3 separate regions of the Sus scrofa genome follow, and all the other regions are linked to region 2. Evidence: chromatin contacts called from public HiChIP or PLAC-seq data. All regions are on one chromosome and are shown on one strand. Each heading gives the region's core, a stretch centred on a gene start, on an enhancer-like site or on the middle of the called end of the contact. The rest is flanking DNA. Distances are from core to core; before and after follow the strand shown. Region 1 holds the start of MMACHC (methylmalonic aciduria (cobalamin deficiency) cblC type, with homocystinuria). Region 2 holds the start of MUTYH (adenine DNA glycosylase). Region 3 holds the start of AKR1A1 (aldo-keto reductase family 1 member A1).

The links. HiChIP or PLAC-seq counts read pairs in DNA pulled down with a chosen protein or histone mark.
Region 1: an H3K27ac HiChIP or PLAC-seq map of skeletal muscle shows a contact between it and region 2. The contact joins the promoter of MMACHC here to the promoter of MUTYH in region 2. A contact is called at or near these places in 2 of 5 promoter capture datasets (fetal liver and fetal skeletal muscle), 15 of 47 Hi-C or Micro-C datasets (adipose tissue, alveolar macrophages, blood and 7 more) and 2 of 2 datasets of contacts at active chromatin or transcription factors (alveolar macrophages and skeletal muscle).
Region 3: a contact with region 2 is called in an H3K27ac HiChIP or PLAC-seq map of alveolar macrophages. The contact joins the promoter of AKR1A1 here to the promoter of MUTYH in region 2. A contact is called at or near these places in 3 of 5 promoter capture datasets (fetal liver, fetal skeletal muscle and liver), 21 of 47 Hi-C or Micro-C datasets (alveolar macrophages, blood, embryonic fibroblasts and 13 more) and 2 of 2 datasets of contacts at active chromatin or transcription factors (alveolar macrophages and skeletal muscle).

What each region holds. Positions count from the first base shown.
Region 1 is chr6:165,864,143-165,867,883 of Sscrofa11.1, reverse strand. MMACHC (methylmalonic aciduria (cobalamin deficiency) cblC type, with homocystinuria) reads left to right here and starts at 2,210. Exons shown (of 4, transcript NM_001244776.1): 1 at 2,210-2,307. The coding sequence starts at 2,227. LOC110261410 reads right to left here and starts at 2,018. Exons shown (of 9, transcript XM_021097629.1): 1 at 1,853-2,018; 2 at 749-782; 3 at 382-419; 4 at 182-269; 5 at 1-39. The coding sequence starts at 2,018.
Region 2 is chr6:166,001,015-166,004,247 of Sscrofa11.1, reverse strand. MUTYH (adenine DNA glycosylase) reads right to left here and starts at 1,395. Exons shown (of 16, transcript XM_021096748.1): 1 at 612-1,395. It overlaps TOE1 (target of EGR1 protein 1), which reads left to right and starts at 678. Exons shown (of 9, transcript XM_003128045.4): 1 at 678-947; 2 at 1,694-1,836; 3 at 1,924-1,964; 4 at 2,110-2,206; 5 at 2,333-2,491; 6 at 2,755-3,014; 7 at 3,221-3,233. The coding sequence starts at 896.
Region 3 is chr6:165,822,606-165,826,304 of Sscrofa11.1, reverse strand. It overlaps AKR1A1 (aldo-keto reductase family 1 member A1), which reads left to right and starts at 1,617. Exons shown (of 9, transcript NM_213890.1): 1 at 1,617-1,686.

The DNA.
Region 1 (3,741 bases), core at 961-3,460, 140 kb after region 2:
CCCTTCACTCTGGGGCCCCCTGCCACAACCTTAGTGATTCTATAGTGGGACAAGTTGGGGAAGAACTTTACACACGAGCCTAGAGACTCCACTTGCAAATCGAGATACAAGGGCACATACAACAAGTGCAACAAAATGTGTGCCCACATATGAGGCTGTGTGCATGAAGAAAAGAACTGACCGGATACCTTCCAGGGCACAGATCTGATACTTCCACCGTTCTTTCTCTTCCAGAGGGCCCTGCACAGCCTGTCTGAGTGCCTTAGTCCCTACCCAGGCAGAAAACCGCATGAGTTACTGTATGTAAGGCGCTTCCCCAACACCTGGCACCCTCCTCTCACACAAACCCCAAACATACACACCTAGGACTCCATGTCTCACCTGAGCCTGGGATTGAAGATGGGATTGAAGAATAGTAACTTCAGCCCAAAGAGAAGATGCATTATGGACCTCAGCCCAAATCAGCCTCTCTGGGACAATGGCAATCTCTAGAGCCCAAGGCTGTTGAGCTTGGACTCCTGTCTAGGAAGGCAAGTGACGAGGGGAAATCCGAGTCCCAGCCAGGTCTCCTGCAGAAGGAATAAGGCAAAGTCAGTGCAAAGTCTATTAGAGGGAGGGGGAGGACTGATGTTTGCTCAGGAAAGGAAAAAGCTGAATTTGTAAGGAATAGTGGTACAGGCACCAATAAAAGGCAGATCCTGGAAAGAGAAAAGGCTGGCGGGTAAGTAGGAAAAGGAACAATACTTACCTGCGGTGGAGACCCCAAAGGAATACAGCTGCTGCTACAAAACAAAGAAGGGCACAGGCCAATGAGTTCTTGGTGTTCCTTAACCCACTACCTTAATCCGGGGGCAGGGGCCTCAGGTGCCCCCTCGTCTTAATCCTGGCCACATTTCCGTCAGTAGCTTTTTTTTTTTTTTTTTTTTTGGTCTTTTCTAGGGGCCACTCCCTCGGCATATGGATGTTCCCAGGCTAGGGGCCGAATCGGAGCAATAGCTGCCGGCCTACACCACAACCACAGCAACTCGGGATCCGAGCTACACCACAGCTCAGGGCAACGCTGGATCGTTAACCCACTGAGCGGGGCCAGGGATGGAACCCGCAACCTCATGGTCGGATTCGTTAACCACCGAGCCAGGACAGGAACTCCCGGTCAGTAGCATTGAGAAGCGTGTCGAGCTGCTCAAAGTCTGGTTCCTTCTCATAGCCTGAGGCAGTGGTCTGGGTCCCTAGAGCCTTACGCCCTTGCTCTCCCAACCCGGGACATCCGAGGCAAAGCCCGGGAAAGGCCAGAACGTCAGCTCGAAAGAGATGAGTGGGTACGCAATACTAAAAGTAAGGATGCTGGAGTTCCCATCGTGGCGCAGCGGTTAACGAATCCGACTAGGAACCATGAGGTTGCGGGTTCGGTCCCTGCCCTTGCTCAGTGGGTTAAGGATCCGGCGTTGCCGTGGGCTGTGGTGTAGGTTGCAGACACGGCTCGGATCCCGCGTTGCTGTGGCTCTGGCGTAGGCCAGGGGCTACAGCTCCGATTAGACCCCTAGCCTGGGAACCTCCATATGCCGCGGGAGTGGCCCAAAAAAAATAGCAAAAAGACAAAAATAATGATAATAATAAAAAATAAAATAAAAAAATAAAAGTAAGGATGCAATATTAGACCAAAATTAAGCCTCAGGGACTCGTCAGGGGAGCAGCGTCCTTGGGGAACTGGGGTACAAGAGGGTTACCCTGATACAGATACCAGGGGGGAGTTGAAGATGCTGAATCTTGGTCGAGACCTCCGCAGACGCAGGACACTGGCGCGATTACACCGAATCTAAGGCAGCGACTCCTGCCGCCACCCTGTTCGAACCTATGACACTCCGGGAAAGCCAGACTTTGGACTGGCCTCCGCGGCGCCGATTGGGAAACTGAGTTCGCCCCACACGGAGACAACCGGCAGCAGAAGAAGGCTGCCAAGCTACATTTTTCTGGAAGCGTTTAACACGCGCATTAGCACATACACACACCCCCACCATGCCGCGAAACAGTCTTTCTGATTTTGTAGCCGCCGCGTCTAAGGACCAAATGAACTACGTGTCCCAGGATGCATCGCGCAGAGCCAACGATGTTCCGCTGCAGATCCAGTAGCTCTTGGGAAATGGAGTTCAAGCTACCTCGACGTTTAACGGCCCGCGTTGGCCTTCAAACTCCATTTCCCAGCAGGCTCAGCGTGTAGCGTGCGCTATGGAGCCCCATGTCGCAGAGCTGAAGCAGAGGATTGAGGACACGTTATGCCCTTTTGGCTTCGAAATTTACCCCTTCCAGGTTGGTTTATCCCTACCGCGGTGCTAGGGCAAAACGTATGATTAGCCTCGGTGCCACTGGCCTCTATTCTTTCCCGAGCTCCCCCGGCCGCGTGTCCGTCTGACCTACCGGGAGAGGGTGTCAACGGGCGCTTAAGTTCAAAGGGTAGAGAAGCGTTGCACGTTTGTCCTTTTACCCTCATATATTGCCGGACTGATGAGCAGGAGACACCACATGATCAGTAACCTTGTGGCCTTGTCACCTACGCAGTTTACATAGGGGCCAGAGTCACTTTGGAAGCTTCCCGAAGGAGTTAGGAGAGGGCAACGTCTGAAAGATTTGCATGGCTAGAATTTAGGTCATCTCATGAGGGAAGGACATTCCTGGGGTTGAACAAGCAAATGATTGGCTGGTCTGTCCCATCTACCAACCAAAGGAGGGATTCATGAAGTTGCCAATTACTAGGACCCGTCTGAGTACAGAGACTGCATACTTACCTGACACACAAGTCTAGCATCACCACCTACCGTTTTGCACATAGGTCCATTTCCCCATATCCATTGCCTCCTGCACTGAGCCCTCTGCTTGGAAACAAAGCTGATTAAACTCAGCTTGAGCCTTTTGCCTGATGCTTAAGAGGCAGCCCACTCCCACAACCTTCCAATGAGTGGCCCCTAAGCAGTGCTGGGTAATGATATAGAGGAAGAGGTAGGTTGGGTTTAGAGTGAGAGAGCCTTCTCTGAAACAGTGGAGTTGAGCTGTATATGAAAAAATAGATTGGAAGGAAGGACAGTTATATACATCGCAAATGTCAGGAATAGCTTGAGTAAAGGTGTGGAGGTAGTAGTGGTGGCTGGCAGGTATGGGGGAGAGTGGGGATGCGTATCTGGTGTGATCAGGCAGGCCTGGGTGGTGGGGGCTGTGGTATTGAACTGTGCCATCTATAGTCCTGCCAGTCATCCTAGGCTCCTCCATCTCTCACCTCCCCAACCCTACATCCAGTCAGCCACTGGGCCCTTTAGGAATCTGTCTGCTGCATCTTCCAAATCCATTCCTTCCCATTGAACACATCTATGCCCTGGTCCAGGCCAGTTTTTTGGGGGCCACACCCACGGTATGTGGAAGTTCCCAGGCCAGGTACTGAACCTACACCACAGTAGTGACCCAAGCCACAGTAATGATGCCAGATCCTTACCTGCTGAGCCACTAGGGAATGCCATAGGCCACTATTTCTCATCGAGATTACTGCGATAACCTCCTGCTGTCACTTCGCCTCCCTTCCATCCTCCACACTGCAGCCAGAGTGACCTGAAACTGATTATGTCAGTTTACTTCTTAGATCTTCAAGGGCTAATCCCTCATTGTCACCAAATTAGACCCATATTCCTTAAATTGATATTCAAAGGCCAGTCACCATCTCTCACTCTTAGTGATCTCTCCAGGCGTCTCTCTCTC
Region 2 (3,233 bases), core at 146-2,645:
GAGGTAAAAGTTTCCCTCTTTTCAGAATAGGAGAAATTCAAGCCATTCGAAACAGAGATGAAAACACTCGGTAGAAAGGCTGAAGATGAACTGAAAACAGCAAAAAACGGAAGTGAACGAGTTGAGAGTCTTTGGTGGGAACCAAAGCCCCTGGGAAAGGACTAGTGTCCGGTAGGCGCAGAGCATCTCCCGGTAGCAGGAATCGTGTTCAAACCCCCTGCAGGTCAACTATACCTCCTAACTGCTGACAATTTGTCCCTGCTAGAGTCCTAATTCAAGTCCCTATTATCACGCATCAGGGTTACTTAAAAGGTGTCCCTGCTACCGGGACGCTCTCATCTCCCGCAGCCTCATTTCCCGTCCCGCTCCCCGCTTCTTTCACTTCCTGGGACGAAAGGCGCTCTCCACCCTCCCCAGGAACTTGCCCATTCCCAGAATATTGCTCTTTCTCCACACTCCCCTGTCTCTGCATAACTCATATGCGTGCTTTAAGCTCAGCTCGGGCAGCGCCACCTCCTCTGGGGGGGAACCCCCGCACCCCCGTCCCGGAGCACCCCTCCCCGCGCCGCGGCGCTCAGGTCCACATTCCCGCCGCGCTGTGGGCGAATTACCTCTCGCGCGGTCTCGCGCGGCCGGCTCCCGACTGGACGCCAGGGGGCGTGGCTCCGGCCAATCCGGGAGGTCAGCGGGAACACGCCAGCCAATAGGCTCTCAGCGCGCGCCGGGCCCGCTGCTCCGCGCCAGCCCCGGGAGCTCTGAACGGAAGTCCGACCTGTCGGCGACCCAGGGGGCGAGGCGAGGCGCCGCCACCTCCCCGACGGCGAGAGCCGAGCCGGGGGACGAAGCGGAAGTCCCGCGGACCCACTGACTATACTGAAGAGAGACTCGCGGTGTCATGGCCGCCGACAGTGACGACGGCGCAGCCTCAGCTCCAGCCGTTTCTGACGGTGAGTGGCTTCCCGGGGACAGCTTTGAAATCCTGTACGTTTGGCGGGGCGGGAGGGCCTCAGGTTCACTGTTCGAAGAAACCGACCTCAAGTTTCAGAGGACTAGCTGCTTCCTTCTGGACCAGCCACGAGGAGACTACAAGTCCCGGCGTGCACCGCGACGCTGGCTGCGGAAGTCTGGCGTGCTGGCGCGGAGTCGGGACGTGCAGGGGCGTGCCGGGAGATGCAGTCCGGAGCTCGAAGCTCTGTTAAGCGGGGCGGGTGGGGAGTTGTGGGCAGGAAGTGGGACGGATGCGGGCGTAATGTATCAGGCTCTGCGCGCGCTCTGGCTGCTGCCGCGTGTGGCTATGAGGTGCCCCGGGAACGGTGCTGTAGAGCCTTGCAGGATATTAAAGGAGCCGAGGTCCTCCATCCTTGCAAAAGATTTCGTAGAGGATGTGGGGAAAAGGAACCTCACAGATCATCGAGCCCAACCTTAGTCTTTTACAGGTTTTGATGCTGAGGAGGAAGACACTTTCCCAGCCTCATAATCTTCTGAAAGACCTGGGCTTTTTTTCCCCAAAATCGGGGCACTGTGCACCCCAAGGCCTGTGTATTGAGCATAAGTGATACAAAGGCTTGAGGGGAAAGCTGCCATATCTTGCCTAAAGAGAAACTGCTCCTGCCTCTGCCCCCAGCCATGGCCTAGCTTAGTGTTTGTTCTCATGGGCCCTCTGCCTGAGCGTCGTCACCCTCCTTACCCCCAGGTGGTGTCCACCAAAGCACAAAATCTGGGGAGGAGCTGGCAATCCAGGTTCCCGTGGTGGATGTACAAAACGACAACTTCAAGGAAATGTGGCCGTCCCTCCTGCTGGCCATAAAGACAGCTAGCTTTGTGGCTGTGGACACGGTGAGGGTTGGGGAACTGGGAGAGCCGGTGGTTGTGAGGGGGCTGGTGCTGCGGACCTAACACAGCTCTCTCTTTGCTGACGCTTAGGAACTGAGTGGGCTTGGGGACCGGAAGAGTTTGCTGAACCAGTAAGTGTAAGCCCTGATCTCTTTAGTCCTAGCCTTGGCAGGAGGGGCAGAGCTCAGCCCTGGAGTGGAGGTCACAGTCCTGGGTGGTTTGGGTCCGTCATGAGGCTAAGTCCCAGCCACAGCCACTCCCAACCTCAACCCCAAGGTGCATCGAGGAACGTTACAAGGCCGTGTGTCATGCTGCCAGGACCCGTTCCATCCTCTCCCTGGGCCTCGCTTGCTTTAAGCACCAGCCGGACAAGGTATGGGCTGATCTCACCCTCTCCCAGGTCTGTGGCTGGGGGAGGAGGGTTGAGATCCTAGAGAACATCAGCTGTGAGGTTTTTTCCTCCCAAGGCTTGACGTAGCAGAACCTCCTTCTCTCCCAGGGTGACCATTCATACCTGGTCCAGGTGTTCAATCTGACCCTGCTGTGCATGGAGGAGTATGTCATAGAACCAAAGTCCGTGCAGTTCCTGGTCCAGCATGGTTTCAACTTCAACCGGCAGTATGCCCAGGGCATCCCCTACCACAAGGGCAACGACAAGGTAGGACTCCAGCCTTGAGGCGGCCCTTTCTGTGACTTCATTTCTTACTCCTCTTTGCGGCTGGGTGCCTGGGGGAGGATCTGTTTCTTAGGCACATGGGGCGTCGTGACAGCTGGGGAAACAAAACATACCTTGGTGAAGAGCGCTGGATTAGACAGCAGGAGAGAACTTTCCAAGTGAGGGAGCCTGGGATGTATGTGTCCTGCAAAAGAGGCTTCCCTGGGGACTCTGTCCTTCCCAGTGACCCCTTTCTTTCCACCCAGGGCGATGAGAGCCAGAGCCAGTCAGTGAGGACCCTGTTCCTGGAGCTGATCCGGGCCCGCCGGCCCCTGGTGTTGCACAACGGTCTTATAGACCTGGTGTTCCTGTACCAGCACTTCTATGCGCACCTGCCCGAGAGCTTGGGAACCTTCACTGCTGACCTGTGTGAAATGTTCCCAGCTGGCATTTATGACACCAAATATGCTGCTGAGTTTCACGCCCGCTTTGTGGCCTCCTACCTAGAATATGCCTTCCGGAAATGGTGAGGGACTGGTTGAGGGAACAGGGTGGGGCCTGGTATTGTCTTGACTATTTCACTCACTTAAGACATTGATTGAGTGCCTCCCCTGTGCCAGGCACTGTGTTGGGTGCTGAGGGTTCAGGGTTCAGCAGTGAACAAAGCAGACAAACACCCTGTTCTCACGGAGCTTATATGCTCAGGGACGGGTACCTTCTTGTGTGTTGCAGTGAGCGGGAAAAT
Region 3 (3,699 bases), core at 368-2,867, 180 kb after region 2:
CAGAGTGGCACTGGGGGAGTACAAAGGAGGGGAAAGAAAGGCAGAGCTACACCAGGACAAATCTTCTTGCCCACTTTCACCAAGGAAAACATAAATTCAAGATACCTCTCACCCCAAACAGTAAAGGCTATTTCAAATCTCCGAACTGTAACTTAATAGCTATGTGAGTGAGCAAGGTAAACCTTGCTGAATCTGTATAATTTGCAAAATATAACATAAATACCTTCTCACAGGCGGCTTCAAGTGTGATGCTAACATCTGTATCTTCATCTGGCTGGTGGTTACTTGGAATCACAGTTGTATGCTTAAGATTTGTACCTTTGGGAGTTCTTGTGGCTCAGGGGAAACTAACCCTTCTAATATCCATGAGGATGAAGGTTTGATCCCTGGCCCTGGCTCAGTGGGTTAAGGAGCCTGAGCTGCAGTGTAGGTCGCTGATGTAGCTTAGATCTGGACTTGCTGTGGCTTAGGCCGGCGGGTGTAGCTCTGATTCAACCCCTAGCCTGGGAACTTCCATATGCTACAGGTGTGGCCCTAAAAAGCAAAAAATGAAAAAATAAAAGGGACTTGTGCTTTTGGAGTTCCTGCCGTGGCTCAAGGGGATATAGCAGTGTCTCTGCTGCACCAGGATGCAGGTTCCACCCACCCTCCCCAGTGGGTTAAAGGATCCCAAGTTGCCACAGCTGCATAGGTTGCAACTGCGGCTTGTCCCTGGCCTGCGAACTTCTTATGCCTACCACGGCCAAGGGAAAAACAAAACAAAACAAAACAAAAACCACCCCCCAAAAACTCTGTACATTTTTCTGTATGTATGCTATACTTCAGTAAAAAAGGATTACAATAAATAAAATTAAAAAGGGCATCGTCCCCCCTTCCAGGGTTGTTGGGAACACTGAAGACTCATGTTTATAAAGCGCACACACACACGCACACACACACAATAAATGCGCTGCCAGGGGCCGTGGTCCGGATACAGGGACCAAGAACTTTAATCTCTTGAAGCCCGTAGATTCCAGATCTTCCCAAACAGTCAACCTTTGTGCTGAGGCTACTCTCGGCTTCAGTTGGTGCAACCAAACAATGGGACACATTTAGGGGTGTTCCGGGACCTTGGCCAATCCGACTCTTCGGAAACTAATGGAGGAACCGAGCAAGAGCTGGGACTGCAAAGCCGGAGGAACGAGCCGCCACGTAGGGCCCAGAACCCGCCCCCTCCAGACGAGGAAGGAGCGGCCGCTGCCCGGGGCGGTGCTGGGGGCACCGTGGCGGGGCCTGACTCGGCCCCCGGAGCCTCCCACCAGTGCCGCGCAGCGAGCTCTGCTCGTCGGCCGAGCTCTCTAAACCCACGTGGCGGAGGGTGTCAGCGCTCCAGCCGATCCACCCACCAGCATCCTGCGGAAGGGGTGGTGCAGACGCCCCTCTCGGGCTTCCACGCCGCCACGCCTTTCTGGAGGCTCGGGCGGGGGTCCCCCTCGGCGCGGGATGCTGAACCCCGGCCTCAGCTCCTCCTCCGGCAGGGGAGGAGCTTCCGCTTCGCCGCCAGACTTAAGTGAAGTCCCCGCCTCCAGGCGCAAGCTGGGGTTTCCTGCTGCCCACCCATCTCGGGAACCGAGGCCTGTTGAGTCACTAGCAGGGCACACGACTGACCTGAGAAACCAGGAGAAGTTACTCTCTGCTCGAGCCGAGGTGAGTTTCTCCTCTGCTGCCCCATTTTTGTCGCCTTGGAGATGGCCTCGACCCTTCAGGACAGAAGTGTCCGCCCCGGGCTCGAGCGAAGTATATGCTCCGGGGGCGGCCGGATGTGCTTTAAGATCCTCTTATTTGCTGAACGATCTTGGATGCGCTCATAGTTTGTCTACACCTCAGTTTTATCAGTGCTAAAGTCAGTTCCTACCTCGGAACTGTCGCAGTAGTGGCTTAAAGCTCCTGGCACATACTGTGTTAGTTGCCATCTTCCTTTTGTCTGCCCACGAACACGGTTTTTCCAGGAACTCTGGCTTTGATACGGAATTGCTGAGATGCTTTTCAGAAGTGGCAGGAGGGGAGTTTGCTGGCTTAGGCACCTGCCTTAGGTTTGGGAAAGCCAGGGCATGTTTTTCTGTTGCCCCCGTGCTCTGTGAAAGTGAGGTGGAATCTGAACCTTCACCAGATGGGGCTATTATTAATTAACTCTTACCTTCAGGGCTGCAGGACCTCTCTTGGAAGAGTCTCGAAGGCCTTGATCAGTCCTGGTTCTTTTTTTTTTTTTTTTTTTTTTTCCCACTGTACAGCAAGGGGGTCAGGTTATCCTTAGATGTATACATTGCAGTTACAGTTTTTTCCCCAGTCCTGGTTCTTTATCCAAGTGCTCAGTTTTCGTATCTGTGATACAAGAACAATCTCTTTCCAGAGCCACTGGGAATTTTTTTTTCCTGAAGATTGTAAAGTGCTTTGATATTTTCCAGAGATGATTCTTTCCAGGTTATCAAAGAAGTCAAAGAAGAAGGCGCTGGAGGCAGTGACTTTGTCAAAAGCCCCTCCAGCCGTGGAGACCTCCTTCATTAGCCTCTGTGTGGGGGCTGGCAGAGGGGTGTGCAGGCACTCCAGGAGTGAGGGCTTTAGGCAAATGACAAGCCCTGGCCTCGAGGAGTGCACAGATTTGTGGGGGAAACTGAAACGAACAAACGGATGCAGCAGCAGTGTGCACAAGCTTTCTGTGTATGGGAGGAGCCAGAAGTGGTAGCTGAAGGTGAGCAGCCGTCAGCCGGGCCAGGGTAGGAACTTGGGGAAGGAAGGGGTGCAGCGGCTTGGAGTCAAGTAAGTGGTGGCTGGTTCTGCAAAGACGAGGATATGCAGTCTGAAATGAAGAGGTGGAGAAATGAGCAAGTGTGTGCCAGAGGACGAAGGGTACTGCTGAGGAGCTTGGACTTTATCCCGAGGGTAGGAGAGGACCACCGCAAGAGAGCCTGGGAGTTGCATGGCTAGATTTGGTGACTGCTTTGTGGTGAGAGGGGCCACACTGGAAGCAGAGAGATCCCAGGACGGGAGAGTTCCAGCTGGAGCAGGGGCCCTGCAGGTGGATATGCATGGGCTGGATAAAGATTTAAGATACGTGTTTTGTTTGTTTGGGCCGAGCTCATGGCGTGTGGAAGTTCCCAGACCAGGGATCAAACCTGCGCCACAGCCGTGACCCAAGCCACTGCAGTGACAACACTGGATTCTTAACCTGCTGTGCCACAGAACTCCAGGAAGTATATATTTTAACGTCTTTTCACATATATCAAGAAGTACAGGGAGCGTTATTGCGGTCTTAGGTTTTACATTACAGTTTAGAGGAAAAGTAACTTTTAAAAAATATATTTACAGGATTTTTTTTTTTTTTCCTTTTTTTGGTCTTTTTAGGGCCGAACCCGAGGCATATAGAAGTTCCCAGGCTAGGGGTCAGATCAGAGCTGCAGCTGCCGGCCTACACCATAAGCCACAGCAACACCAGAACCGAGCCATATCTGCAATCTATACCACAGATCACGGCAACACTGGATCCTTAACCCACTGAGTGAGGCCAGGGATTGAACCCGTGTCCTCATGGATACTAGTTGGCTTTGTTACTGCTGAGCCACAATGGGAACTCCCTTTACAGGATTTTTTTTGTTTTTTAAACAGGATTTTTTTTTTTTTTTTTTTTTTTGGGTTGTCTTTTGGAGCTGCACCCGAGGCATA